2 separate regions of the Oryctolagus cuniculus genome follow, and region 1 is linked to region 2. The links are chromatin contacts, called in public Micro-C maps. All regions are on one chromosome and are shown on one strand. Each heading gives the region's core, a stretch centred on a gene start, on an enhancer-like site or on the middle of the called end of the contact. The rest is flanking DNA. Distances are from core to core; before and after follow the strand shown.

Evidence for each region. Hi-C and Micro-C count contacts between places; a contact is called where the count stands out from the background.
Region 1: a Micro-C map of ear pinna shows a contact between it and region 2, with 3 times the contacts expected there. The contact joins the enhancer-like site here to the promoter of C12H15orf40 in region 2. A contact is called at or near these places in 3 of 6 Hi-C or Micro-C datasets (ear pinna, skin fibroblasts and an unstated tissue).

What each region holds. Positions count from the first base shown.
Region 1 is chr12:101,978,187-101,984,683 of mOryCun1.1, forward strand. It overlaps TM6SF1 (transmembrane 6 superfamily member 1), which reads left to right. Exons shown (of 10, transcript XM_051834261.2): 2 at 2,283-2,386; 3 at 5,982-6,079. The coding sequence starts at 6,059. Among named protein-coding and RNA genes, the nearest start is that of TM6SF1, 6.9 kb to the left of the region's middle. Within about 2 kb of position 4,420, at least 2 of the 8 cell types and tissues checked have an H3K27ac peak or open chromatin away from gene starts, as enhancers often do.
Region 2 is chr12:101,880,252-101,886,941 of mOryCun1.1, forward strand. C12H15orf40 (chromosome 12 C15orf40 homolog) reads right to left here and starts at 5,321. Exons shown (of 4, transcript XM_002722994.5): 1 at 5,151-5,321; 2 at 4,572-4,698; 3 at 3,671-3,798; 4 at 1-1,450. The coding sequence starts at 5,264. The coding sequence ends at 1,355. BTBD1 (BTB domain containing 1) reads right to left here. Exons shown (of 9, transcript XM_051834251.2): 9 at 5,884-6,690.

The DNA of each region.
Region 1 (6,497 bases), core at 3,170-5,669, 97 kb after region 2:
AACATCCATCCATCACCCACCATCCATCCATCCCCAACATCCATCCATCCATCCATCCATCAATCCGTCATCCACCATCCATCCATCATCTATCCATCCATCCCCACCACCCACCCATCCATTCATCCATCTGTCATCCACCATCCATCCATCCATCCCCACCATCCGTCTATCATCCACCATCCATCCATCTATCCATCATCCACCATCCATCCATCCATCCATCCATCCATCTATCCATCCATCCATCCATCATCCACTATCCATCTATCCCCACCATCCATCCATCCATCCATCCATCATCCACTCTCCATCCATCATCCACCATCCATCCATCCATCCATCATCCACTCTCCATCCATCATTCACCATCAGTCCCTCCATCCACCCATCATCCTACATCCATCCATCCATCCACCCATCATCCAACATCCATCCATCCATCACCCACATCCATCCATCCAACATCCATCCATCATCCACCATCCATCCAACATCCACCTACTCATCCAACATCCATTTCTCTCCCTCCCTCCTTTCCACTTTCGCTCCTAACCTCTTTCCTTCCCGTCCTCTTCCTTTATCCTGGGGCATATGGCAAAGGTTATCCAAAGTCCAGTGTCAGGTTGCCATGTTGGGGTGTGTGTGTGTTGCGTGTGTGCGGGGGGTGGTGTCGGCTCAGGAGAGGCACTTTCTGCAGCTCTGAAGATGGTAAGTCCTGGTGTAGCCATGAAGGCCATTGGCGTGGCCTCAGGTGGTTCTTTGTCTAGAGCTGGGGGCCCTGTTTTTGGAGGTGTGGGAGGGAAGTAACCTCGTGGAGGTGGGAGTTATTGAGGTGGGTTGTCTGTCGCTCCCCATCTTCGTGGAGGAACGACACTAAACCCTGCGCTGTTCTTTTGTCTGCTTGGCCCTTCCCGGGTTTGCTGCTGGTCCTTCCCGGGTTGGCTGCCGACCCCTCCACTCCGTGGAGGGGCAGCTCCCCCTGCCACTTTCCCCACTTCCGCGGGGGAGCGGCACACCGCCGGCCGGCTCTCTCGGGGGCTGCTCAGATGTGGGCTGCTCAGATGTTATCCGGATGTTCCTGGTGCATGTTGTCTCTCTCCTCCTTTATAGTCCTCTTCCACCAATCCCAACTCTGCTGCCCACACGCCGAGCACGCTGCTCTCCTCCAATCAGGAGCAGGATCAGCTCCTGCAGCTTATCAGTCAAATTGGCAAGAGGCAGCTGCGTAGAGGTTGTTTGGTCTCTTTCTCTCAGCGCCATATTGTGGGAGAGCAGATGCATAGAATAAGTCTTAATTCCAGTAACTTAGTCTAGTCTCAGTTGCTCCCCACAGTGGGTCTTCCATGCAGACAGGAGCCCCTTGTATACATGGTGTCCCCAGGACCTGCCACAGAGGCATGCAGGGTACGGATTTTTCTCAGTAGGTTTTTCAGTAAATTAAAAACCAGATGAGTGCAGAGGATGTGACTTTGCCACGGTCACGCAGTTGGAGAGGGCGCCAGGGTCCAGCCTCCTGACTGCCCACGCCCTGCTCTGCGGGGTCTCCCTGCCACCCTGCCTTTCCCGGGAGCAGATCTGGGGTTTGTGCCCCTGGTTTGCTGCTGGAGACCAGGCTGGCCCTGGTGTGGGCTGACTCCACGCTGGCCTCAGGCCTGGCCCACACTCTCCTCCTCCTAGGATTTCCTGGCCTCACCCTCTGGCCTGTTTGGATATACAAGGGGTCTTGAAGAATTTTCTAGAAAACCCATAGTGTATCATGAGAAAAACTATGCATGTGTTTCAAAACTGTTTTGCACTGAAATGAACGTATCTTCAAATTCCATTTTCTCACGAATCATTTGAAGTCCTCTAGTACACGTGACCTTGCCCTTGTGCCCCGGAAGGTGTGTGTGGGGGCAGGGAGCTCTGTCTGTGTATTTCTTCTGGCTGGCCTGGAGGAAGCAAGCGATGGGGCACTGGGGTTGGAAGAGGGTAGGTGGAGCCCGCAAGGGCCAGTGGGGGTGGGGTAGAGGGCGCTCCAGACCTAATGCCTGTGCACAGGAGACTGGTCAGGACACGTGGAGGCTGAGGGCCTGGTGGCTCCCTTCCCCTGAAGTCCCCGGGCTCTGGCCCGGAGGGTGGCAGAGGAATGTCCCTGCCTGTATGGTGACAGAGCTGCAGGCAGAGGCCAAAGGCCGTCCCTGAGGCCCCGGCCGGCCAGTAAATTCAATGGTCAGGAAGTTGCAGGCACCCGGTGTTTGTTTTCCTAAATGACCGCCTCCCTCTTCTGGTTGTTGCAGCTCCTGGACAATTGTAGGGGTGGCTGCCTTCATCCTGCTGCTGGTGGCCTTGCTGGCCCGGGTCCTTGTCAAAAGAAAACCGCCCCGGGACCCGCTGTTCTATGGTACGTCTCCTCCTCGCACCTGTTCCTCTTTGGTTGTGTACCCGCCGGTGACAGCGGCCGGAAGTGGGCGGTGTTTCAGGCGCCTGTCCTCAGCTGTGGCTCCGCCCTCTCGCAGGTGGGACCCTGGAGGAGGGTTTCCGCCAGGGCCACCAAGCCTCATTCCCCCAGCGCCTAGCATGCTGGGGCCCTGACCTCTGACTTCTGGCTTCAGCTCGGGTACCAGCCCCTTCGCGGGCTTCCTGTCCCCCGCCCCCCTAATCTGGCAGAGAAGTGGGGTGCCTCTGTCTGCACAGTTTGTATAAGACAGGAAAACAATAAAGCGAGGGCGCTTCAGAAAGTTTGTGGAAAATGGAATTAGAAGATAAGTTCATTCTGGGATTAAAAAAGGTTCACCAAGTAAAATTGGCTTAGTCTTCAAAAAGTTCATGGAAGCTACTTGTTATGTAAAAACTATGCATGGATTTTACACTTTTTTTTGCACCAAAATTATGCTTTCCTTTTAACTCTATGTTTCCACAAACTTTCTGAGATTCCCCCTTGTACTAACCATGGGGGGGTAAGATGAGGAGGGGGATGGGACAGTTCCCAGCCAGCACGTGTGTGTGAGTGTGGGGGTACGAGAGTGTCATTGTGTGTGATTGTGAGTGTGTGTATGTGTGTGTGAATGTGTGATTGTGATTGCGTGAGTGTGAGTTGTGGGAGTGGGTGTGAGAGTGTGTGATTGTATGTGTGTGGGTGTGTGAATTTGTGATTGTGACTGTGAGTATGTAAGGATGTGTGTTGAGTGTGTGTGTTGTGTGTGTGATTGTGAGTATGTGATTATGAGTCTATGTGATTGCATGTGTGTGATTGAGTGTGTGTATGTGTGTGAGTGTGTGTCAGTTTGTGTGTGTGAATGTGTGATTGTGAGTGTGTGGGAGTGGGTGTGAGAGTATGTGATTGTATGAGTGTGTGAATATGTGATTGTATGTGAGAATGTGTGAGTGTGTGAATATATGAGTGTGTGAGTGTGTGTATGTACATGTGTGTGGGTGTGTGGGTGTGTGTATGTGCATGTGTGTGTATATGTGCGTGTGTGTGTGAGTGTATGTGTGTGTGTGAGTGTATGTGTGTGCGTGTGTGAGTGTGTATGTGCGTGTGTGTATGTGTGTGTGAGTGTGTGTGTGCATGTGTGTGTGTGCGTGTGTGTGTGAGTGTGTATGTGCGTGTGGGTGTGTGAGTGTGTGTGCGTGTGTGTGTGTATGTGCATGTGTGTGGGTGTGTGAGTGTGTATATGTGCGTGTGTATATGTGCGTGTGTGTGAGTGTGTACGTGCGTGGGTGTGGGTGTGTGAGTGTGTGTATGTGCGTGTGTGTGGGTGTGTGAGTGTGTATATGTGTGTGTGAGTGTGTGTATGTGCGTGTGTGTGTGTGTGTGAAATGAAGCAGACTGCCGCCGGTGCTGGCTGAGCACCCGCTGGGCTCTGCAAGGGCTCTGAGCGCTCACTCACACTGTTGTTTTATTTGATCCTCATCACAGTAGCCCTCCATATGCGAAGGAAGATGCTGGCTCAGAGCTGCAGAGCCATGGGATCAAGGTCACAGGGGCCTTGACCTTGAAGCCCATGGCCACGTGTGCCGCCTCCACAAGGCTGCCCTTGGCCTGTGAATGCTTCCTGTGGCCTGCACTTTGCCAGGCGTTTCATGTTGTGTCTACACTCCCCAAATCTCCGGGTCTTCTCGAGGCATCCAGTTTTCTCACTCCTGGGGCTGTGGGTGGGATTCAGGGCTGTTCCCTGCGGCTCCCTGCCTTCAGACAAGCAGCTCCCTCCCCAGAGCCTGCCCTTCTCGCGGTGGGCAGAGCAGCACAGCGGGATGAGAGGAGGGGAAGCCAAGTCACTTAATGCCAGCCGTGCTCTGGAGTGGCCGCTGTCACTCGCGAGGCGGCGGGCTGAGCGCAGGGAGCAGTCTCTGCCCACGGAGGGCCTGGCAGAGGCAGAGCGGGAAGGGAGAGTGGTGAGCCGCGGGCTTCTCCCAGCGCCCGCCCACGGAACTCGGGAGCTGAGAGGAATTGTGCGGCTTGCTGCTGTTTTCATAGCCAGGGAGCAGATGCGCTGGGCCCAGGGACCTCAAGTTCCACATCCTCTTCCTGCCCCACTCCACGCAGCCCACACTTAGCTATGCCAGTGTCCTTGTCTGTTACAGCTTTGAGCGCACGGCGGCCCGAGCCAGGCTCCTCGCCCACTGGAAGCCAGGGACCACATCCTTGTCCTCGGTAACGCGGCATCTGCCAGCCGCGGTAGCATCTGCTGCTGTCGGTAGATTAGACTCTCATCGCCTCCTTCCCTGCTAATCCTGGCGCCTTCCAAAGGAGGAGAGTGAGGAAGTGGGGGCCGGCGCTGTGGCGCAGTGAGCTGAGCCACCCCCTGCAAGGCCGGCATCCGGTATTGGAGTACTGGTTCAAGACCCAGCCACTTGGCTTCTGCTCCAGCTCCCTGCTCATGCTCCCGGGAAGGCAGCTGAGGCTGGCCCCTGCTGTCCGTGCCCAGGGTTCGACACCAATTTGTTCTTACTTAAAATGCGGCTGTCTAGAAAAAATAACAAACACAAAGCTGATTCCCCATAGCCGTTGTCTGTGCCAGCTATGTACACCCCGGCCGGCGACACGGCTTTTTCTCCTGTAATAGCCCACCGTGCCATCTTGGCTTCTATTTTTGTCATCCCTTGGCCTTTTATCCTAAAGCCTCTTGCATAGAGCCCGGCCTGGAGCAGGCAAACAACCGGACACGCGGGGCTGCAGCCTGGCCCCGGGACCCATGAAACGATTCCCCTCTGCTAAGTCACTGTTTTCAGCCCTTGGGTCACCACTGTGCTTCACAGGCCCGTTGGCCGCTGGCTTTGTCCCTGCTGCCCAGTGGGATGCTGGGGTGGCCTGGTGTCATTCCCCACCTTGGGGACGTGCTCCCTACACCCAGGGTGGGCAGCCTGAGACCCACTGGGTGTGCAGCAGGTGTCTGGTCTGTTAGTCTAGGTTGATGACGTCAGCAAGATCTTCTAGAAAACGTGAAGAACATTCCATCTGCTGGTTCACTCCCCAAATACCCACAACAGCCAGGGCTGGAGCCAGGAGCCCAGAACTCCATCTGGGTCTCCTACGTGGGTGGCAGAGGCCCAAGCAATTGAGCCACTATCCCTGCCTCCCATGATTCCCGCTTTTTATTTTTATTTATTTTTTAACATAATGCACCGTATTATGCCTTTACAATTTTTAAAAATATTTATTTATTCATTTGAAGGTCAGTTATGGGGAAACAGGAAGAGACAGAGAAAGAGAGATCTTCCATCTATGGTTCACTCCCCAAATGGCCACAATGCCTGGGGCTGGGCCAGGAGTCAAGAGCTTCTTCCAGGTCTCCCACGTGGGTGCAGGGACCCAAGCACTTGGGCCATCTTCCACTGCTTCCCCAGGTGCATTAGCAGGAAGCAGAATCGGAAGTGGAGCATCCGGAACTCGAACTGGCGCCCATACGGGATGCTGGTGTTGGGGTGCGGCTCTACTGCTGCTCCACAGCGCCGCCCAGAGGCCTGCTTTGTAAACTGCTGCCTCCCTGCCCTAGTGTATGCGGTTTTCGGATTTACGAGCGTGGTGAACCTCATCATCGGGCTGGAGCAAGATGGGATCATCGACGGCTTCATGACCTACTACCTGAGAGAGGTAGGGGCCCCTGGCCGGTGGGCAGCTCACGCCGCGGGCCTGGGCGAGCAGGGCGGCCTGCGCACCTGTCTCCTGCTCCTGCGACTGCATCGTGCCGCCCACCCGCCTCTCCCCTCGACCTATACCTAACATAAATGAGGAACTCGCGAGGCCCTTCATAGAACCTGCGAAAGCCCCCATGTTAAATTTGCTAGGTGCCAAACACAGAGGCATTCAAGGGAGCCATTTGGTTGTGCTGTTTAACCCCCACCTCCCACCCCCTGTGCACACACGCAGCTCAGAGCATCTGGGAGAGAGAGCGAGCGAGCGAGCAAGCTAGAGAGCTGTTTCCTTACTTCTGATGTGACGATGTAGCCGCACAGGGATTCGGGGAGCTTCTCAAGGTCACACAGGGAAGCTTATTCTGCATCTGCATTTC
Region 2 (6,690 bases), core at 4,071-6,570:
ACGCCGCTGTCTGGGGGCCCACACCCCGTAAGAGTGCCTGGGACTGAGTGTCATCTTTACTTCCAGTCCAGCTCCGTGCTAATGTGGCTGGGAGGCAGCAGAGGGTGACTCAAGTACTTGGGTTCCTGCCGCCCAGTGGGAGACGTGGAGCTAGTTCCTGGCTCTGGGCCCAGGCTGTTGTGGCCATCTGAGGAGTGAACCAGCAGGTGGCAGATCTATCACTCTTTCTTTCAAATACAAACTTTTAGAAGTTTTCTTTAAAAAGTAAGGGGAAAGAGTGGGTGACTTGAGTCCAGACGGTGTAGAAAGAAGCACCTCTGGGGGCAGTATCGCACAGCGGTGTAGACAAGGACAGCAGTGTAAGACAAGGCAGCGAGCCCAAGTCAAGGCCTGCCGCTCCTGCGTGCTGCCTTCCTGAACACGCCATCCAGCGTCTCCCGCCCTTGGTTCCCAGCAACAAAGTAGAGTTGTGCCCGGTGGGCGGCTTCCAGCTCCTTCACCGTCGAGAGTCTTTACTACTGGCCTGACAGATGCTGTCCTCGCGCTTCTCCGTGAGCACATTTTCTCGGGCACTTATCAGACGAGGCACAGGACTGCGCATCAGCGCTGATGAGCAGGGCAAGGGAGCTTCTGATGGGCCCCTACACACACGGAAAACCGCTTCCAAGTCCTAGTGTTTCTCTGCGGGGTCCTCGGAGACCCCCAAGAACTGCCGGGCTCGATGACCGAGGTCACCATGGAGGAGGCAGGAAATTCAGTGTCTCCTCAGAAATCGTCAACGTGAAGCTGCAGGTCTTGATTATTCGTTTTCACAAGATGCTCAAAATTGTTGTGAAAACACATTTTTGCGTGTAGTATCGTGCTGAAATGCGCAGGTTCAGAGCAGTGCCTGCCTGTTTTTCCTGTCTCTGGTAAACTGGACTGAGGCGGCCCCAGGGCTCCAGACTTGCTACGGAGATTCCACGTCCGCGTGCAGCCAGGGTGATGCTCTCAGCCAGGGGTGGGGCATCCGGCCGCCAGTGCCACCCTGCACGCTGCGACCTGGAGCACTTGCGGGCACCGGAAGCCCATCACAGGACACAAGGGGCAAAGCCGGGTCCTCTGGAACATTCTCCCGCTGTTATCTGGTGATGCCGTGAAATCAGTCAGGTGTTCCAGGTCGTTTGGGGGTTTTGAACCTGTATTCAGTGTGCAGCAACTTTCAAGCTTCCTACTTTTTTCTGAGGCTTATTTACATTTAATACACACACATGCATTTCCCCACATTCTGTGCATCTGAACATTTTTTCCTGTCTAGTAGTCTGTTCATCATTAGCAGTAAATTCCTCACAGATGACTTTTTCATTTCTTGCTTTTACTTCTTCTCAGCTTCCCGTTTTAATTTCCCCAAGATTTCGTCTGGAGTTGTAGAGGCCAAGAGCTTCACCACCTTCTCCCGAGACTTACCACCCTGGACAGAAAGGGAACAGACACGCTCAAACCTGACGTACGAGACCCCGCACCTCCGCGCTCCCCAGCGCAGCCACACACCCTCACGGGGTCACACAGGGGCTTTGCTGAGGGCTTAGGCCGCACTTCCTCACGGCCCCTTCTGATCTAACCCAAGACTCTTAGATGCTTCCTGCCTGCAGGTGTTTACGAGACCCCAGGGTTTTACCTCCCCCAATTTCTGTGATAAAAGGTAGGCATTACAGTTTCAAAATGGGGGCAGGCTTTGTGGCACAGAGGATGAAGCGATCACTTCATCTGCATCCCATTTCCCCGTACTGTATCCCATATACAGAGTGCCAATCTGAATCCCAGATACTCCACTTCCAATCCAGCTTCCTGCTAATGCGTTCTGAGCCATGATGGCTCAAGTGCTTGGGGCCCTTATCAGCCACACGGGAGACACTGGTGGAGTTCTGGCCCTGTCCCCACCAGTGCCAGCATCTGGGGAGAGAACAACCGGCTGGACGAGCTCTGTCTCTGTCTCTGCCTTGCTCTCTCCATCACTCCACCTTTTAAGGAGATGACAATAAAAATTTCAAAATGAACAAGGAATCCAGATTTACAACATGCTGGTTTCAAGTAATTTTTAAGTTAAAAACAAAAATCATTTAAAATGCCCAAATATTGTAATTTTATATAAAGTTTCTATTAAAATAAACTTTTCATGGAAACAAACTGTTTTTCTCTATTGTCACGCATTTCTGAAAACTCCAAACAAAAAGCTGCCACCCATTTGAGTGCTGTGACTTCACAGCCAGCTAAAACCACTTTACATAGGATCTGTCTTCCTATTTTAGTTGAGACAGAAAGAGCTCCCAGGGCTGGCGCTGTGGTACAGCGAGTTAACGCTCTGGCCTGAAGCGCCGGCATCCCTTATGGGCACCGGTTCTAGCCCCGGCTGCTCCTCTTCTGATCCAGCTCTCTGCTATCGCCTGGGAAAGCAGTAGAGGATGGCCCAAGTGCTTGGGCCCCTGCACCCGCGTGGGAGACCCAGAAGAAGCTCCTGGCTCCTGGCTTTGGATGGGCACAGCTCCCGCCATTGCCGGCCATCTGGGGAGTGAACCATCGGATGGAAGACCTCTCTCTCTGCCTCTCTCTGTAACTCTGTCTTCCAAATAAATAAAATAAATCTTAAAAAAAAAAAAAAAAAAAAAAAAAAAGAGCTCCTATCTTCCAGTTTAATCCCCAAATGCCCACGACAGCAGGGCTGGGCCAGGCTGAGGCCAGGAGCCTGGAACCTCACCCAGGTCTCCCACAGGGTGGCCGAGACCCAACACTTGAGTCACCACTGCCACCTCTCCAAGTGCACACAGTGGAAGCTGGAACTGGAAGGAGAGCTGGGAATGAAACCAACCACCTGATATGGAATGTGGTCATCTTCTCTTTCTTTTTAGTGCTTGTTTGAAAGGCAGTTAGAGAGAGAGGAGGAGACACAGACAGAGATCCTCCATCCGCTGGTTCACTCCCAAATGGCTGCAGTGGCTGGGGCTGGGCCAGGCCTCAGCTAGGAGCCTGGAACTCCCTCTGGGTGTCCCACGTGAGTGAAGAAGCCACGTACGTGGGCCATTTCCCCCCGCTTTCCCAGGTGCACTCGCAGGAGCTGGATCGGAAGTGGACCAGCCGGGACTTGAACTGTGCCCGGATGGGATGCAGGTGGCGGCCTAACCTGCTGCGCGCGCCACAACACCGGCCCCGAATGGGCTCATCTTAACGAGCATCTTAACTGCTAGCAAATGCCCTCCCTCAAACACATCCTTCAAAGGTCAAGTGCGAGCAGGGGTCTGTGTAGACGAACAGAAGGTACAGAGGCAAACATCGGGAAATCAGGGACGCCCGGCCCGGCAGGAACGAGCAGGCTGCTCAGGCGCAGTGATTAGTCAGTGACGGAATGCCAGCTGGGGCCACGCAGGAGGCACCCAGGGCAGCACTGAAAGCCAGCAGAGCCTTAGGAAGCACGGACGTGGCTGGGGAGGGGGGCCCTGTGGTGCGGCGGGTTACGCTGCCACTTAGGGCACCTGGCTCCACCTAGGAGCACGGGGTTCCAGGCCCAGCTGTTCCTGCATGTGATTCGGCTGAGACCTGGGTGGCGTGAACCGGTGGGTGGGAGGTCTGTCTCTCTCTCCTATCAATGATAAGCACAGATGCCTACATACAGAGAGAGAGAGAAGCCCCGGCCTACCTTGTCTAGAACCACGTCACTCTTCCTGAGCTCTAAGACCTTGGAGAGGTAGCGACAGAGCTCAGCATTGGCCTCTCCCTCCGACGGAGGCGCCGCGATGGCGACGCTGACGGCTTCAGCGGTCAAATCTGGAATGAGAACAGCGCGCACTTGACCCGTAAGGAGCCCTCGCTCTTCTACCGACCCTGCTGACCAGGGACGTCCCCTGGATTCCGACACGGGCAAGGCGGCTCCCAGGATCCCACAGGGCTATTCCAGTCTCCTCGCCGGACCTGGGTTCATCTCCCCATGCACCCCGAGGGTCTCAGAATGTACTGTTCACGTAACAAAGACTTACACAGCACTGACCATAAACTAGCTGAATGCACACAGAATGAGGGCACTGGAGCCAAGAGGTACTGCTGAGCAGGCTTCTGGCACAGCGGTCAAGTCGGCCCTTGGGACGCCTGCATCCCATATGGGAGGGCCTGGGTTCGAATCCCAGCTCCTCTGCTTCTGATCTGGCTTCCCGCTCATGTGTATGCTCGGAGCAGCAGGTGAGGCTCCAGTATTTGGATCCTTGCCACCCACATAGGAAACCCGGACCGAGAGGGAGAGAGCTTTTCCATCCACTGGTTCACTCTCCAAATGCAACCAGGCTAGGGCTGGGCCAGGCGGAAGCCAGCAGCCTGGAACTCCACCTGGGTCTCCCACGTGGGCACAGCGGCCCAAGCGCTCGGGCCGTCCTCTGCTGCTTCCCCAGGTGCATCAGGAGGGAGCTGGGGTTAAGTCCGGTGCTCACAGGGTGGGGTCGCGAGCGGCAGCCTCACCCGCCGCGCCACGATGCCAGCCCCACACTGACTAGCTCCCGGGATAAGCCTGCCGACTGACCCCCGGCTCCCGCCCCCGCGTCCACACGTACCTGTTACAGCGTTCTGCTTGGCGCCGGGCTTGGCGTGGATGGCTATGGTGACACAACCTTTAGGATCGACGGCCACGGGACCCGAGGGAGGAAGCGGTGCCTCGTGGTCCTTGCTCTGGCTTCTACCCTAAAATGACAACCACCACGCGGCTTGACAGGTCTCCTTCGAGGCTCAGCGGGGGCTGGCCCTCCCCACCTCCCTCGGCGCGGGGCAGGGAGCACCTGCCGCGCATCCCCGTACCCCGGGCAGCGGGAACCCCAGGCGGCCGGCGCTACTCCACGAGGCCTACGAGACGCCGTGTCGGGCCCTGTGCTTCGCTCTACAGACCCGAACGGAGCCCCAGGGCGGAGCGAAGGCAGTGGGGGTGGGAAGACGCCCCGGGACCCGCGGCCCTGGTCCCCGGGAGCTCGGGCTGCGCCGGCCCTGGCCGGGATCCTGCAGAGTCTGAGAGCGGCCGCAGCGGGCCGGGCCGTGCCGGGCCCCCCTCGGTAGGGAGCCTCCAGCCGGGGCCGCTCCTCTCGCGTTCTCGGGGCGGCCCTGCGTCCCACCCTCTGGCCGCCGCCGGGCTCGCCACTGACCTTGCTCGTCGCACCCGCTTTCTTGGGCATCCCGGCGCCGTAATGGAGCCGAGCGTCGGCCCTGACGCCGAGGCCTGCCACAGGTCCCCGCAGCCGGCTGCCCAGCCGCAGCATGCCCACTCGGGCGGGCGCCCACAGCGCGGCCCGCGCCGGAAGAGCCCTTTGCGCATGCGCACGTGGCAGGCAGGCGCGGCGCCTGCGCCCCGAGCGTCCGCTCCGGCTCGAGAGCGACACCTTGCGGCCGGCGGGGACGGGTCTCGCTCCTCCGGCGCCTGCGCGGGGCCGTGAGCTGGGAGGGGACCGCGGAAACAGGAGCACCAGGGGCCTGAGGTCTGATCGAAAGAAGGAGCCCCGGGGAGTGCGCCTCGTGCAGCTTCATCCAGGGCCGTGGGCGCCAGAGCCGGTCGGTCCTCCGGAGCTGGCGAGGGCGCAGCCGGTGGCCTGCGGGCCAGCTTCCGTGCACAGGGCGGGCACACAGGTGTGGACAACCCAGGGCCCTCACCCCGAGGGGCCAGGACAGGAGAGGTGAGCCTGAGCCAGAGTAAGCAACACCATCATTTTCCCTCTTGAGATTAGAACAGGGAGGAAAGACCCGACGCCGAGGGCAGCAGGGTGGCAGCTCCTCCGAGCTGTGTTAGGCAGCCCGAGGCTGTGTTGTATTATCTCCATACATTGCAGCTAAACCAAAGGCTGTCATGCATCCCACTTTAGACGACAAATGACAAAAAAGAGAAAAGGATAATGTGCATTTATTTTTTAAAAATTCCAGGGGACGTCCCGATGTCAGTAAACAGCTGGGGTTCCTGCACCTGTGGCCGCATACCGTCACAAGCATGGTTTAGCACAATGCAACGAGGCACGGGAAGCGCCTTCAACATCAAACCCACAGCTAGTCTGGGTCTGCGCTTTCTAAGGCAGAAGTTCTTTCTGTAAGGGGCACGACAGTGTTCGCTGGCTAGTCTTCAGTTAACCAGAACGACACGTTCCGCGGGCAATCCAGTCGACTGGGGCTGCAGAAGCAGAGAGAGGAGAAAGCCCCCTCCCTCGGCAGCTGCAGGAGGCCTCGGCCCCCACTGCCCACCTTCCTGACAATACACACGGAGCAAGACTCCAGAGGAAAAACGTGTGCATCCCCGTTACTATTTAGAAAATATCAATCATCCTCCACAGCGATTGGATGTCTGCAAACTTACAGACGCTTCCGTTTTTCATAGGATTATCCCTTCCAAGGGAAAAGGTGTGATAGGAAAATCCGCGTCATAAGGAAAGTTGATGAAGCTCTGCTGACTCTCCGCTCCTAACGCAGCGCGGGTGCGCTGACCGCGGTGCTGAAGTGGCCTCCGCTCAGTCCCCGCAGCCCCCGGACAGGCGCGGCCGAGCCTCGCAGTCTGTCTACTGAACAGGAATCAGTCCTAGCCCACACCGTTAGGCCCTTTGCTTATATCGCATTATTGCGAATTTATACAAACTCCATTAATAGTTTTACACTGTATTATGTAACACGTTTCTATACTATTACAAAATATCTGTTCCTTTAAAT